Regions from separate parts of the Sus scrofa genome. Here regions 1, 3 and 4 are each linked to region 2. The links are chromatin contacts, called in public Hi-C and promoter capture Hi-C maps. All regions are on one chromosome and are shown on one strand. Each heading gives the region's core, a stretch centred on a gene start, on an enhancer-like site or on the middle of the called end of the contact. The rest is flanking DNA. Distances are from core to core; before and after follow the strand shown. Region 1 holds the start of SAMD4B (protein Smaug homolog 2). Region 2 holds the start of PLEKHG2 (pleckstrin homology domain-containing family G member 2). Region 3 holds the start of SELENOV (selenoprotein V). Region 4 holds the start of LRFN1 (leucine-rich repeat and fibronectin type III domain-containing protein 1).

Region 1 (3,454 bases), core at 507-3,006, 67 kb before region 2:
CATAACCATTCCATATGAGGTGAAAGTTGTTTAAATGAAAGGTGTAGTGTCTGGGGTTTGTGATATCCCCACACCCATGGCCTTTCCTGATCATGTCTAAGATGACATGGCCTCTCTCTCTGTGGCTGCTTCTTCTCAATCTTTGTCGAGTGTCAATTCCTTTACTCCAACCTTACATGTCTCCCCTCCTAAAGGTTCTGTCTGGTCCTTGTCTCCATTCATCCTTCCAAACCTTCCCCAAGCTAGGTCACTAACTCCCACAGCTTCAATAACAATCTTTTTTTTTTTTTTTTTGCCACACCTGCAGCATATCGAAGTTCCCCAGTTAGGAATTGAATTCAAGCCGCAGCTGCAACCTATATTACAGCTGCAGCCATACCGGATCCTTAGCCCACTGTGCCATGTGGGAACTCCTAATTACCATCTTTGCTTATCCTCAAATCCTGATTTCCAACCCCAATTCCTCTCTTAAGCACTAGATCCAGGGGTTATGCAGCCTCCTGGACTCCAATGCTAGGTGGCCCACACTGGGCTCAGTACCTTCCAAACCTGCTTCTCCTCTGGGTCTCCTTCTCAGGGAAGGCCCCCAAACCCCCTAGTTTTCCAGCCAGAAGGCCTTGTCTTGGATTCCTCCCTCCCTCCCCCTCCGGGGCCAACCAGTCCCAGGGCAGCTTCACGGGCCTCCTGGGCGTCCATCCCTCCCACCAATGCCCCCTTCCCTTCCCATAGTCCCACCCTAGTGCAAACGCCCCTCTCCCACCACAGCTGCTTCCCTGGACTAATGGCTCCAGTTCTATTCCCTCCAATCCATCCTCCATATAGAAGCCGGGAACACCTTTCCAAACCCCCACCGATTCTCCTTGGCTTGAAGCCCTGCCATGGCTTCTCAGTGCCCTGGGGACGAGTCTCAACTCTCTCAAGTGGCCAAAGTTCTGGCCGTGACTCATTTCCCTTCACTCCTTGCCTTAAATTCTACTTTCCACTCCGAATACATTTCTTTGAGTTCCTCTACCAACCATGGTCACCTGGAAGCCTTCTGAGGGCCCCCACTCTGGTTAGTTGACACCGGTCCAGGACAGTGTGTGAAATAAAAAGGTTACAACAGTCAGAGCAACAACCCCCATTTACTGATGGTCTGCTTGGTGTCCAGCACTTTATATATGTATCGTCTCTTTCGATCCTAATCCCATTTGAGAGACAAGGCAACAGACGCAGAGAAGGGTTTGGTGAGAGAGCTGAGACTCCTACAGCCCGAGCGCCGACCCGCAACCTGGAGGGTCAGGGCACAACCGGGCCCAGGCCTAGAGCAGGGAGCGCTGGCGGGGTGCGCTGGCGGGACGCGCCACCAGTCCTTGAACGCCAGAATCAGGAATTGTGACTTATGTCGCGGCCGGTGAGGTAGACCGGCACGAGACTGCCCCCTGCGGGCCTGGAGGCCCAATCCCAGACTCCGCCGGGCCCGTTGCCCATAGCAACGCCGCGCGCGCCCCGCCCCTTCCCCGCCCGCCAGCCGACTGCCCGTCAGTCGCGCAGCCGACCAATCCCACAGAGCAGGGGGCGGGTCTTGTGGGCCTCGTTCCACCTCCGTGGCCCCCCTCTCCACCGCGACCCCGCCTTTCTCCGCGCACACCTCCCGCCCTTCGGGCTGCCCTCGCCGCCCATTGGTGGGTGCGCTGTTCATCACCTTGGCATCAGCTAATGCGGGCGCGCTGCGGTCCCTGGGCGGGGCCAGGGGCGGTGACGCACGGCGCGGTGACGCAGCGCGACGGCGGCGGCGGCGGCGGCGGCGGCGGTGGTCGGTGCGGGAGGAGGGAGGGGAGCTCGCGGGCTGGAGAGGGGGCGACGGCGGTGGCGGCGGCCTGAGGAGGCCTGGACGGCGGCGGCGGCGGCGGCAGAGGCCGAGGCGGTGAGTGGCCGGCAGGGCCGGGCGGACGCGAGGCGGCGGCGGGTCGGGGCGCGCGGGGCTCACCTCGGGGCGCCCCAGGCCGCGCGGGCGGCCCCGCCCCCTCAGGGACCCCGGGCGGTGGCGGGCGCGGAGTGCGGGCCTCGGGACTCCCGGCCCTCGAGAGAATCCCCCACACCGGTCTCCTGAGTCGCCCGCACAGGCCGCTTCTCGAGCTCTCTCCGAAATTCTCGCTCCTCGGGGTGGTCGGGGGGCCCGGCCCGCAGCCCTTTCTCGTGACCCCCCCAGGTTTACCTCCGACACCTCCCTGGCGGGCACGCCCACAGATCCCCGGAGTCTGCCCCAACTCCTCCATTCCCCTCCCACGAGGCGAAAGACCTCGAGAGACCACCTCTGGTATTTCTACGTCTGCTCCAGACCCCGTCATACGCCTCAAAAATCTTCCTCAGAGGACCCCCCCCCCCGTGGCCCCAGATCCCCCATCCTCCTCCCGTGACCAAAAATATTTCCCCGAAGCCACTCATGTACCAACAATATGTGTCATATATCGTCTCTAGGAGCCTCCCTTATAAGCCCTAAACATCTCTTTCAGAGACTCCCCGAAATCCCCTCCAGACCCCGTACATTCCAGAAATCTCCCCCAGCGACCTACTTAGCATGTCCCAACAATCTCCCCCAGATTTCCTTCTCACACATCCCAAGAATTTTCTCTCCCACCTACCCCCATACCAGAAATCACCTTGGAGATTTTCCACTCAGAGCCCCAAAATCTCAGAGCCCCTCCCCCCTGGAATCCTCCAGAATGCCCTTGATAGCCCCTGAGAATCTTCCTCAGAGACTCTTGGATCCCCACAGCTCACCTGGAGGTCCCGTGTCCGGTGACTTCCCCCCCCACCCCCGCGTTTCCGCAACATCCACCTCCCATTTACGCTCCCCCCCTCACATATCCCAGAAGTCATCCATACCTTTGGACCCTTCCACAGACCCCCAAAATTTCTTCTAAAGACCTCCTCATGTACCCCAAATCCCACCACCCTGAAATGCCCTGGAGATGACCCTCACGCCTCCCTAAAATCTTCCCCTGATGACTACCTCAGACCAAAATTCTCCTTCAGAGATGCCCTGAAATCTGCAGAGAATTCTCTTCTCATATTCCACAAGCCTCTTCCAGAACCTCTTTTTTGTATCCCGAATCTTTCCCAGTAACCCACGCGAAATATTCCATAAATTGCTTCTTCAGGATTCCAACAGTTTTCCTCATAGTTTCTCTTTGAAATTTTATAGAACCACCCCCCCCTTAGATAACCTTTCAAAAATCTCTCCTATATGAACTTTTTTCAAATAAGCTAAAAATCCTTCTCATAACCCCCCCCCAAAATCCTAAGACCTTCTCTTCACGACCTCTCTGAGATAGTTTTTCAGGACCTCCTCATATCTTCTCAGAGACCCCAGCGACACCCTCGAGTCTGAGGTATGCCCTTGAAATCCTTCCCAAGACCTCTCCAGCACCTCCCAGAACCCCTTCAGTCTCCACTCAGAGACCTCCTGCCT
Region 2 (3,146 bases), core at 3-2,502:
CAGGTCTCTGCCCAAATGTGTCCTTAGTGAGATGGTCCCTGACTGCTATTGTTGCAACCCGCATCCTTCCTATGTTGCTCTACTTTTTCCATTACGTTTGTTGTTTATAACCACTTAACATATAAAATGGACTTAGATCTTTATAGCAATCTGCCTCCCCCACTAGAAAGTCAAATACTGGGGCAGAGACTTTGACTTTGTCTTGTTCACTGCTCTTATCACTCACACCTAAACTCTAAACAGAGACCAGACATACAAGGGTCACAAATTTCAGAATTTGTTAAAGTAAAAATAATAAATCGATTCGAAATGAGGAGGGACAGAGAAAACTCCAAGATACACATATACAAAATAGTACCTATGTGAGGTAATTGATGTTAACGGTTCTGGTAATTATTTCATACTTTATACACTATCTCAGGTTGTTATTTTGTACACCTTGGACTAATACAATGATATGCGGCGATTATATCTCGACAAAACTGGAGGGAAGAAATTCAAGACAGAGACAGATGGAGGAGAGAGTGTCACATACAGAGTTTGCAGAGGACACAAAAGTCTGGCATGTGCAGAAGTCTTGAACTGAGATTTGCAGACCCAGGCATCTAAGAGGCGATGCCACCCCCTGGTGACGATGAAGAGAACGGCACCTCCCACAATACAAAACACTCCCTTAGCGACCATCGTCAGAGTCCCAGGAGTCTTTCCAGTTTGAAAATTGCAAAGATCGAAACGTTCATTCCTCTAAGTGATGTAGGTGTTCGGCTCGATCAATAAGACATATAAATCTCTAAAATACTGATATGAAGAAAAGTTGCTCCAGGTGAGGATCGAACTCACAACCTCGGCATTGCTCCGCTTGCACTGCTATATAAGTACCGCGCGCTAACCGATTGCGCCACTGGAGCTTCGGCCGCACCCTCGCGTCCCGGGGTCCTTCAGTCGTTCTTGACCACGTGACCTCACTGGCTAGCTCCGCCTCATCTTTGCATATACAAATAGGAACCTTTGGGTTGGCCAATAGGAGAAAGCGCGTTACCAGTTCCGGATTCTCACGCCTCAAAGGCTCTTGCTGTAAAAGGGAAAAGTCTGAAAGGCGTTTGGAATGTGGGGGTGTAGCCTGCCTGGGACTCGCCTTCTTATGAATATTCAGAGCCTGGGGAGGAAGGGTCTTAACCCTTAGCTGGCTGGCCAGCCGGAAGGCGGCCCCTCCCCCTGCGGGCGGGAACAGGATATGAGCCCGGGCGGCTGGGGGGAGGGGAGGCCTCGGGCGACCGCCCCCTGCCCCACAGCTGAGACCGGACTATCCAGCCCTAGATGTGGCGCCGCCACCGTCCGAGACCCGTGCCACCCATCCTGGAGCCTGAGGGGTCCAGAGTCGCAGACTCCAACAGCCCGAAACTCTGCACCGCATCCCGAGAGACCCCCGAAGCCCAGGCCCCACCCAGCGTCCAAGCTTGAGGACCCCAGACATCCAGGTGCCCAGCGCCCCCTCCTGGAGAAGCCAGGAGTCCCCTTCAGCCCCGCGCGACCCTGTAGGCCCAGCTTCCTGCACTCAGTTTCGAAGAACTTAGGATCCCAGACCGGAGTTTCCCTCTAGAGTTTCCCAGAAAGCTAAGTCCAAGACTCCCCGGGTTGGAGGAACTTGGGATACGGACTCCTAGTGTCCTACCCAGCCTGTTTAGAGCTGAAGCGCCCACTACTTCAAGGGAAAGGGACCCTGGAATTTGGGGTTCCCTGCACTCCTGCCTAGAGATGGTTTAATTCCTGCTCTTAGAGTTAGGGGAACTCAGGAATACGGACTCCCCCCCAACCCACGAACCCATCTAGAAGGCTCAGGAATTTGGGTTCCCAGCACTACAATTTGAGATTCAAGAGTCGAGGCTCCCAGCATCTTCTGCTTAGAGGACCAAAGAAATTCGGACCACTACACCCCATTTTCGGAGAGATCCCGGAGTTTGTTCTCGGAACCTGAGAGCACGAAGTTCACACCTCGGACTTGCTGAGACGCGGGAGCCCCGGTTCTGCTCCTCCTCGGAGACCGTGCGAGGGTCGAATAGCAACCGGGCTGCCTTGCTCTGGGGCTGGAGACTCCCCGGGAGGTGAGGGGGAAGGCGAGGGGCCCCGACGGGCTGGGGGAGGGGGCGGCGCCGCTGCCGCTGAACAATGAGGGGGCGTGCCGGCGGGGGGCGAGCGGAGGCGCCAGCGGGAGTTGGGGGCTAGAGGGGTGTAGGGAGGCGCTGCGGGGGAGCTGCGGCGGTGGAGACAGTGAGCGGATCGCGCAGGGACCGGCCAGAGGGGGTCGAGGACTCGGGGCCAACCGCCCCAACTCGCAGCCCGCCCCAACTCGCAGCCCTCGGCGGGGGAGGGAGCCGTCTGCAGGACCCTGGCATCCGGTTCCCCAGCCTGCTCCGCCCTCCCCTGGGACCCCGCGGCCTCCCGCCCACGGCTTTTTCCCAGCCCTGCCCCTCGCCCTCGGCTGAAGCCGGAGCCCTAACGTTCCCAGGATCCTTGAGCCCCTGGCCCCAGACACACCAGACTCATAGCTTGGGCGACTCGTTAGGTCTTCTTTGTCTCACCCTTTCCATCTTTTTCTCAGTGGTAGCTCTCCTTGTTCCCTCTTTTTGTCACTTTGTCTCTGTCTCCCCCACTAGCTTCTCCCAGGGCCCCCTCCCTGGTCTTAGCCCACACTCCTAATTCTCACCGCTCCTCCGAGGGGGGGCAGGGAGGCCTATGGGGTCCCGATAGGCAAGAAAGGGGTTTTTCTGCAGAAGCCGCTCAGCCATGCCTGAGGGAGCCCGTGGACTGGGCTTGTCCAAACCCAGCCCTCGCCTCGGCCGCAGAGGTGAAGAGTGTGACTGTGCAGCCGTGTGTGAGACTCGGACAGGTGAGCCGTCGAGGGAGGGGTGGACCTCCCTTCTTTCATTCCAGGCCCTGTGGAGCCCTCTGGAGCTGGCCCGGTGCCGGGCAGGGCTGGCAACACAGGCTGATGGAGACAGCCCCAGCCCTGCATGTCCAGAGCTCCAAGTCTGGGGGGGGGTAGACCCACCCTTCCCCAGACTGTGTTAGTCAGCAAGGGGAGCCCCGTGCAGAGGATGCGGTGGCACAAGCCCAGGGGGCTGTGGGAACCCAGTCCGGGAGGTCAA
Region 3 (3,322 bases), core at 307-2,806, 93 kb after region 2:
GCATGTAGAGTTTCCAGGCCAGATCTGATCCCAGGATCAGATCCCAGCCGCAGCTGTGATTTACATAGAAGCTGTAGCAACGCTGGATCCTGTAACCCACTGTGCTGGGCCAGGGATGGAACCTGTGTCCTGGTGCTGCAGAGACACTGTTGCGCCACAGCAGAAACTCCCAGGGTCTTTCTTGGTCCTGGTTTTTTGGACCCAGGCCCAAGGGTTAACATAGGAGGGGCTCTTGGGTGTTGAGAAGCACAGTGGGCGGTATTTCTCTGCTCGAACCCCTTCCACGAATCTGCATCAGGTCTGTACTGACCTAATAGTATTGGACCATTTGGTTTTGACAATGTACTGTGGTTACATAAGATGTTTTGTTATGTAAGCAGGCAACCGTTGGTGAGTGACCCTTGGCGTTCCTGCTCTGCCATTGGTTGGCATTGCAGTGGGCCCTTCCCCAAACAAGCCACTGTGAGTGACCACTGGCCCCTCCCCTTCCTCTGTATAAACGGAGCATGAATTCAGATTGAGAAGATAGGTTTTTTGGAGACACTAGTCTGCCATCTTCTCGGTCTGTTAGCTTTCCCATTGAAGTCGTTATTCCTTGCCCCAACAATTTATCTCTGGGTTTTTGGCCTGTAGAGTTTCCAGCAGAACGAACTTGGGTTTGGTGTCAGTTACTGGGGAAAGCAGAGTGAAAGTTACACAGGAATTCTCTGTATGGCTTTCCCAACTTCTCATTTTAAAACTGTTTCAAAATAAAAATATATTTATATTTATCGAGTGCCTACTGTGTGCCAGGACTGGTTCTAGGAGCTGGGGATTCAGCAGTGAACCAGACAAGTTCTCACCCTGGAGGAACCCACAGTGTGTTAGAGCCCTTGGCGGAGTGGTTCTGTGCCAGGAACCCGGAGCCTGAGAGCCGGGATCTAAATCCTGGTTCTGCCACTTGCTGGCTGTGGGCACATGTGTAGCACTTAGCACTCTATGAGTGTAAAATGTGTGAGTATTATTTTCTTTGGGTCTCTCGGTTGTCCCTTCCTCTAGGAAGCCCTCTCTGATTGCCCCAGACTGGTTCTGATGCCTCTTCTGGGATCCCACAAGTCCCTGTGCTTCCTCACCCGTCTCTAATCCCTTTGCTTGGGCCTCCTCCACCCTGGCCTTGACCTTACTGGGCCGTCATTGTTTGGTAATGGCTAGATCTCCCCTACCTGGCAGGGAGCCTGATCACTGGACCTGAGCTTTCCTGCCTGCTGTGTCCCCGGAATCACCCAGCATAGGACTGTGCACACAGCAGCCACTCAAACATATAGTGAACGCATGAAGGTTAGGGACATTGGCAGTCTGTGTGTTCTCCACCCTGGAGGTGGGGATTCCAGAGATGGGAATTACTGGCGAGATCCCCGTGATCTCAGCCCCATCCCCCCCCTCCATCCCCTGCTCAGGTTGATAGAACCTGCCTGCCGCATGGAACCCGGTGTAACAGCGCCCCATTGTGGTCGCCTCCCATTTCAGAATCCTGTGCAGATGAGGCCCCCGCGGCCCAAGGCAGGGGGGTCAGGCGGGATCCCAACCCGGGTTACCTGGGGTCCGACCCTGGCCCCCATGAATAACCCGGCACGGGCCCCAGCCCCCTCCCCTGTCCGGCCCTCGGCCTCGCTGCGACCCTTGGCCTCAGTCCGGGCCTCGACTCCGGCCAGGGGTTCGACCCTGGCCAGGACCTCCCTCCTGGTCCGGACTCCCAATCTGGTCCCGGCCTCGGGTCCGGGTCCGATCCGGACCCCGACTCCAGTACGGACGCCAACTCCTGTCCGGACCCCGACCCCTGTTCGGACCCTGACCCCCGTCCGGACGCCAACTCCGGTCCGGACCCCAACACCGGTTCGGACCCCGACTCCGGTCCGGACCCCAACGCCGGTTCGGACCCCGACTCCGGTCCAGGTGCCGACCCCGGTCCGGGTGCCGACCACGGTCGGGATCCCAACGCCGACCCTATCTCAGGTCCTGGTCCCTGCTTTGGAATCCCTCCCGAACCCAGCCCTGCCTTCTTTGGATCCGCCCCTGGAACCTGATCCCGAACTCACTTTGTCGCCTGATGAGGATCCTACGCCAACCCCGAGGGCGAAGCACCTCCCACTGGTCGCCAATGGATTCGTTCCCGTCCAGGAGCCCCTTCCTGCGCTTTCTCCGTTGGCCACTAATTTACTGGAGTCCACGCCGGGGGCTGGGACCGACTCATCCACCACCAAGCTGACAGATTCCACTTCTGGACATGTCCCAGGGACGCCCATCCTGGCGACCATCCCATTGGCCGTCGCCTTACCGGTTTCTACGAACGCATTGGCCTCCACCAGCGAGAACATCCAAGTGGACAACAAGATCCTGATTCGAGTCGTCTACTGGTGAGGGGCTGTCCCCGCCCACGCCCGCTTCCTCCCTTGGGGACAGGGCTGCGGGGGCGGGGGCGGGGGTGGGGTAGCTCCACCTGCCACTCACTCTCCTTGGACCAGAGAGCTCTGGATTCAGTCATCCACTCTCTTGCTGGGACTGGAGTGTGAGCAGAGCCTCCCTACGAGGACAAGGGGTCAACTCCAGAGACTGAGTGTCCGGGACAGCCTTCCCCACCCCCAGGTGGCGCTTCTGCCGCTAAGTCTCAGTGAGGAGGCTACTTAGTGGTGTGGGGAGGGTGGGGAGGAGTAGGGGAGTCAAAATTGGGGGTGGGGGGGGGAACAGTGCTGTGCAGAGGCTGAAGGAGGGTGACTTTAGTCCTCGGTATGTGGGGTCCTAGAGTTGAACCTTTGTGTCAACAACAGCAACCCCAGGGGCCAGCCTTGACCTCCCAGAGAGCAGGGCTGAAAGTGGCTGGGAGGGGGCCCTGCCTTCCCCTCCAGTCCCAGTTCTCTCCTGTTCTCTGCCTCTCTCTAACTCACTCTTTTCCTTCCCCCACCGTGTGTGTGTCTCTTTCTTCTTCTCCCTGATTCCTCATCTCCCTCCTCTTTCTCTTCTTTTCTTTTTCTTTTTTCTTTTTGCTTTGTGTCTTTTTAGGGCCGCACCCACAGCATATGGAGGTTCCCAGGCTAGGGGTCTAATCAGAGCTGTAGCTGCTGGCCTACACCACAGCCTCAGCAACATCAGATCTGAGCCACATCTGTGACCCATACCACAGCTCACGGCAACGCCGGATCCTTAACCCACTGAGCAAGGCCAGGGATCGAACCCGAAACCTCATGGTTTCTAGTCGAATTCGTTTCTGCTGTGCCAGGACGGGAACTCCCACTTTTCTCTTTTCTAAAAATTAAAGTATAGTTGATTTATAGTGTTGTGTCAATTT
Region 4 (3,610 bases), core at 404-2,903, 88 kb before region 2:
GTAAAGAGACAGGGAGAGACAAGGGGGAGACAAAGAGACAAAAAGAGAAAGACTCTGAAAGAGAGGCGAAGAGACTGGGGAGCAAGCCCGAAGCAGAGAGAGACAGGAAAACTGAGTGGACGAGACCCACGCAGCGAAGAGGGACTGAGATAAAGAGACGGCGTAAGGGAGAGACAGGAGAGTGAAGACGAGTGTTAGAGAGACCGACAAAGAGGGGAAGCAACAGAGAGACTGAGGGAGGCAGGGATGGGGCTGGAGAGAGGAAGCAGAGGCAGAGTCAGGGTGTCCCACTAGCTCTGAGGCCCCCTCCTAACCTGTCGTGCACTCCCTAGGGGACACTACTCTATGCTGGACAGAAAAGCCTGGTCTGGGAGGTGGCGCTCCTGAGTTAGGAGACCCACCTTTTCTGCACCTGCTTGGCTGTAGGGTCTCCAGGGTTCAGAGCTGCAACCTGTGAAACAGGAAATCTTCCCATAGCTGGGGGGTAGGGGGGGCAAATTGAAACAGTAATAATAACAATGGAACCAGAACCTGGGCCCCCCTGCTGCCCCATTCACATCCCAGTGCCCTGATGCCTGACTTTAGTCAGGTGACTTCTTCTCTTTATGCCTCAGTGTGTTCATTGGTAAAATGGGGGTGATAACACCTATCTTATAAGGCTGTTATGAGTCTTACATGAGATAATAGACTGGAAAGTACCTAGAGTGGTTGCTGACCCAGGAAACACTATATAAATGTGAGCTGCCATCAGCTTGATCATTCTCTCTGGCTCTCTCTCAGCCACTAGCAGGTTTGACTATCAGATTTTCCCACATCCATGCACATACACACACTAAATGGTACAGCATCCTCATGCCGCTCTCCAAATGCAGGCTCATTTCATGTCAGGAAACTCTTGCATCCTTTACTGATAAAGAGGAGACTTCCCTTTGCCAACCACCTTACCCATCTTACCTCCAGGCCTGAGACACCCCTGCCCCACTGACCCCCACCCCCACCCTGTGCCCTGGTTCTATCAAGCCCTTACCCAAACATGATGTTCCTGACCTGGTCACCACCCCCAGCCTGGGTGGGCGCCTGCCCCTCAGGAAACTGCCATACCGGCCACAGAAATCCATACAAGGCAGAGCTCCAGGCCTCTGGCTGGCTCAGAACAAACCCAATCACTCCATTTCTCTCTCCCCAGCTTGAGGGGCCCCACTCACCTCTCTTCAGGGAGTCAGGGCCTGGGCCAGTCCCTGCAAAGGAACAAAACCACACGGTTAGCATCCTTCTGGCTCCTCTCTGGAGACCTGCCTGAAAGACCATCTTAGCCAAGGGCGTCCCTGGTGTGATCACTCTCTTAGCCTTCCTGCTGCAGGTTCTCCACAGGCTAAAGTGGACCCAAGAAGTCATTTCTGCAAATGCAGGATTCCAGGCCTCTGACTGTTGTTCACCCTCCAAAACCTAAGAGTCTAGGACTTTTGTCCTTTGTCCTTTGGAGGCTCAAGAAGCAAGAACCCACCCTCCTCCCCCTGCCCCTCAAGAGTCCAGGTCTCAGGCCCTTCCTTTCTCAAGACCCAGGAGTCTGGCCCCTCAGCCCCCTTCTCCTTCAAACCCAGGATTCTAAGCTCCCAGCTTCCTCTTTCCAGAATCCATACCCCAGTCGCCCAACTTCAAAGACCTGAACAGTACCAGGAGCTGGAAGAGGACCAGAAGTTCCCATGTTCGCCGTCACACCTCTGTCACACCAACATGTGTGGACATGCCAGAACCTACATGGGCCCACAACCTATGACTCTACATCTGGATTTCCATGGACACAGCAGCAGGATCTGTGTGTCCCCTGCCCTCCATTGACTCCTGTCCCAGGTGTGGACACACTGTGTCCATGGACCCCAGTAGACCCCAGGTCACGTCACAGGGACCCCAGTCTCACTGGGCTCAGAAGTGGGGTCAGCCTTGTGCTGGGACACAGGCACCTGTGTGCACATCACCCTGCACATATATATTTGAACGCACCCAACCCCACCCCCCAGAGGCCAACATGGACACACAAATGGAGACAACATAGACGTATACCCTCAAGGTTGACACACCTGCACACAACCACACAACACTGCCTTTTCCCTTGCACATTTAAACACAGATGCACACACAACAGTGAAATGCACTTACCCCCAGGTGCATGCACCTATAACAGATCTACCCTTGCACACTCGCCAACACACAGGGGCATGCACATATAACATGCTCACTTGCACAAAGATACATATGTGCATGCTCTTAAGTGCCCAAACACACTCTTACAACCTCACATATCCCCAGGACACATGTTCACAAAGCTGATATATTCCTACACCATCAGATGCATAAATGCACACACTAGCGGATACACACATCACACATACACACAGAACTACAATGTGCAAAGACACTTAAAAGGCTGATACACACTCCAACAAGCACACGGGTACAAAAAGATCCACCTTTGCACAGATACTCCGAGATATTCACTTATCACAGACACATGCTCACACAACAGCCCTGGGAGGTATTTACACACTTATAAACACCACAAAATATTGAACCACAGTGGCACAGTCAACAGATAGGCACAGACTCCCATTCACACACAGTCACGAACACATCCCTCCCAGCCCTGAGGCACCCCCGCCCCACCTACTTCCCAAGCCAAAGAAATCCCAGCATCCCTCCCTCCCAGCAAGCCCCCCCATCCCCAGCCAGGTCAGAGTTCAGCAGGTCAAATCTCAGGGGTTGGGGGCTGAGTCCTAGAGCACTGGTTCAAGGCAATCCTCCCACCAGCAGCCCAAAGGTCCCCCAGCCCGGCCGTCTGGATGCAGGCAACTCTGGCCCCATCTGCGGAGATCTGACCAGTGGGGGTTGGGGTGGGGTGGGTGGGGAAGGACCCAGTCTGTGTCCCTCCCCTCAAGGCCCATCTGTCCATCCCTCGGCCTCTCATCCCTCCATCTGTCCACCTACCGGCTGCCCATCCCCCCAACCAGCCACCAGGAAGGGGAAGACATGGCCGTCTCCCCCAAGGACCGCCGAAGCCCCCCCCAATAGACACGGACAGGGACAGAGGGAGCGGCAAACTCGCCTCCCCCAAACCCATACAGAGGCCTGGCCCCACAAGGTGCTGAGCCCCAGCCCCCAGGCCGGAACCTGACATGGACGCACAGACACACACCCTCGGAGACATACAACCCGCAGACACACACACACACACACACACACACACACAGATGGACACCCGAGCGGGCACACCCGGCTACACAGACCCTTGGATGGACATCCAACCCGGACACAAACATCCAACGCAGCTAGCCGCGCGCACACACTCGCTGGAGGGGGGTGGGAGGCCCACACCTGAGCACACAACCCACGCACACACACCTGCACACAGCCCCTTCGATGGGTGCGCGACAGCCCCCCAGACACACCGCCGGAGGGGCAACCACTCGGGGGAACATGCACGCACGGCCGGACACAGCACCTCGGCTCGACACCGGCACACACCCGGATGGCCACACAAGCAGGGCGCCGCACACACCGGCGCCGGGCACACACAGGGCCGCGCGAGCGCACGCCGGGCCCGCCGCAGCGCCGC

Evidence for each region. Promoter capture Hi-C pulls out the DNA fragments that hold promoters and counts their contacts. A called contact is a pair of places that touch in the nucleus more often than the background predicts.
Region 1: a contact with region 2 is called in a promoter capture Hi-C map of liver, with 4 times the contacts expected there. The contact joins the promoter of SAMD4B here to the promoter of PLEKHG2 in region 2. A contact is called at or near these places in 1 of 5 promoter capture datasets (liver), 10 of 47 Hi-C or Micro-C datasets (alveolar macrophages, blood, embryonic fibroblasts and 3 more) and 2 of 2 datasets of contacts at active chromatin or transcription factors (alveolar macrophages and skeletal muscle).
Region 3: a contact with region 2 is called in a Hi-C map of liver, with 7 times the contacts expected there. The contact joins the promoter of SELENOV here to the promoter of PLEKHG2 in region 2. A contact is called at or near these places in 2 of 47 Hi-C or Micro-C datasets (liver and skeletal muscle).
Region 4: a contact with region 2 is called in a Hi-C map of epiblast stem cells, with 4 times the contacts expected there. The contact joins the promoter of LRFN1 here to the promoter of PLEKHG2 in region 2.

The regions. Positions count from the first base shown.
Region 1 is chr6:48,000,970-48,004,423 of Sscrofa11.1, forward strand. It overlaps SAMD4B (protein Smaug homolog 2), which reads left to right and starts at 1,757. Exons shown (of 13, transcript XM_021094367.1): 1 at 1,757-1,906.
Region 2 is chr6:48,068,280-48,071,425 of Sscrofa11.1, forward strand. It overlaps PLEKHG2 (pleckstrin homology domain-containing family G member 2), which reads left to right and starts at 1,253. Exons shown (of 21, transcript XM_021094371.1): 1 at 1,253-2,102; 2 at 2,772-2,887. The coding sequence starts at 2,785. TRNAI-UAU (a tRNA gene) reads right to left here and starts at 908; the gene lies at 816-908.
Region 3 is chr6:48,160,872-48,164,193 of Sscrofa11.1, forward strand. SELENOV (selenoprotein V) reads left to right here and starts at 1,557. Exons shown (of 6, transcript NM_001166045.1): 1 at 1,557-2,393. The coding sequence starts at 1,597.
Region 4 is chr6:47,979,879-47,983,488 of Sscrofa11.1, forward strand. LRFN1 (leucine-rich repeat and fibronectin type III domain-containing protein 1) reads right to left here and starts at 1,654. Exons shown (of 7, transcript XM_021094364.1): 1 at 1,206-1,654; 2 at 402-477. LOC102160572 (a long non-coding RNA gene) reads left to right here. Exons shown (of 3, transcript XR_002344655.1): 3 at 1,632-1,716.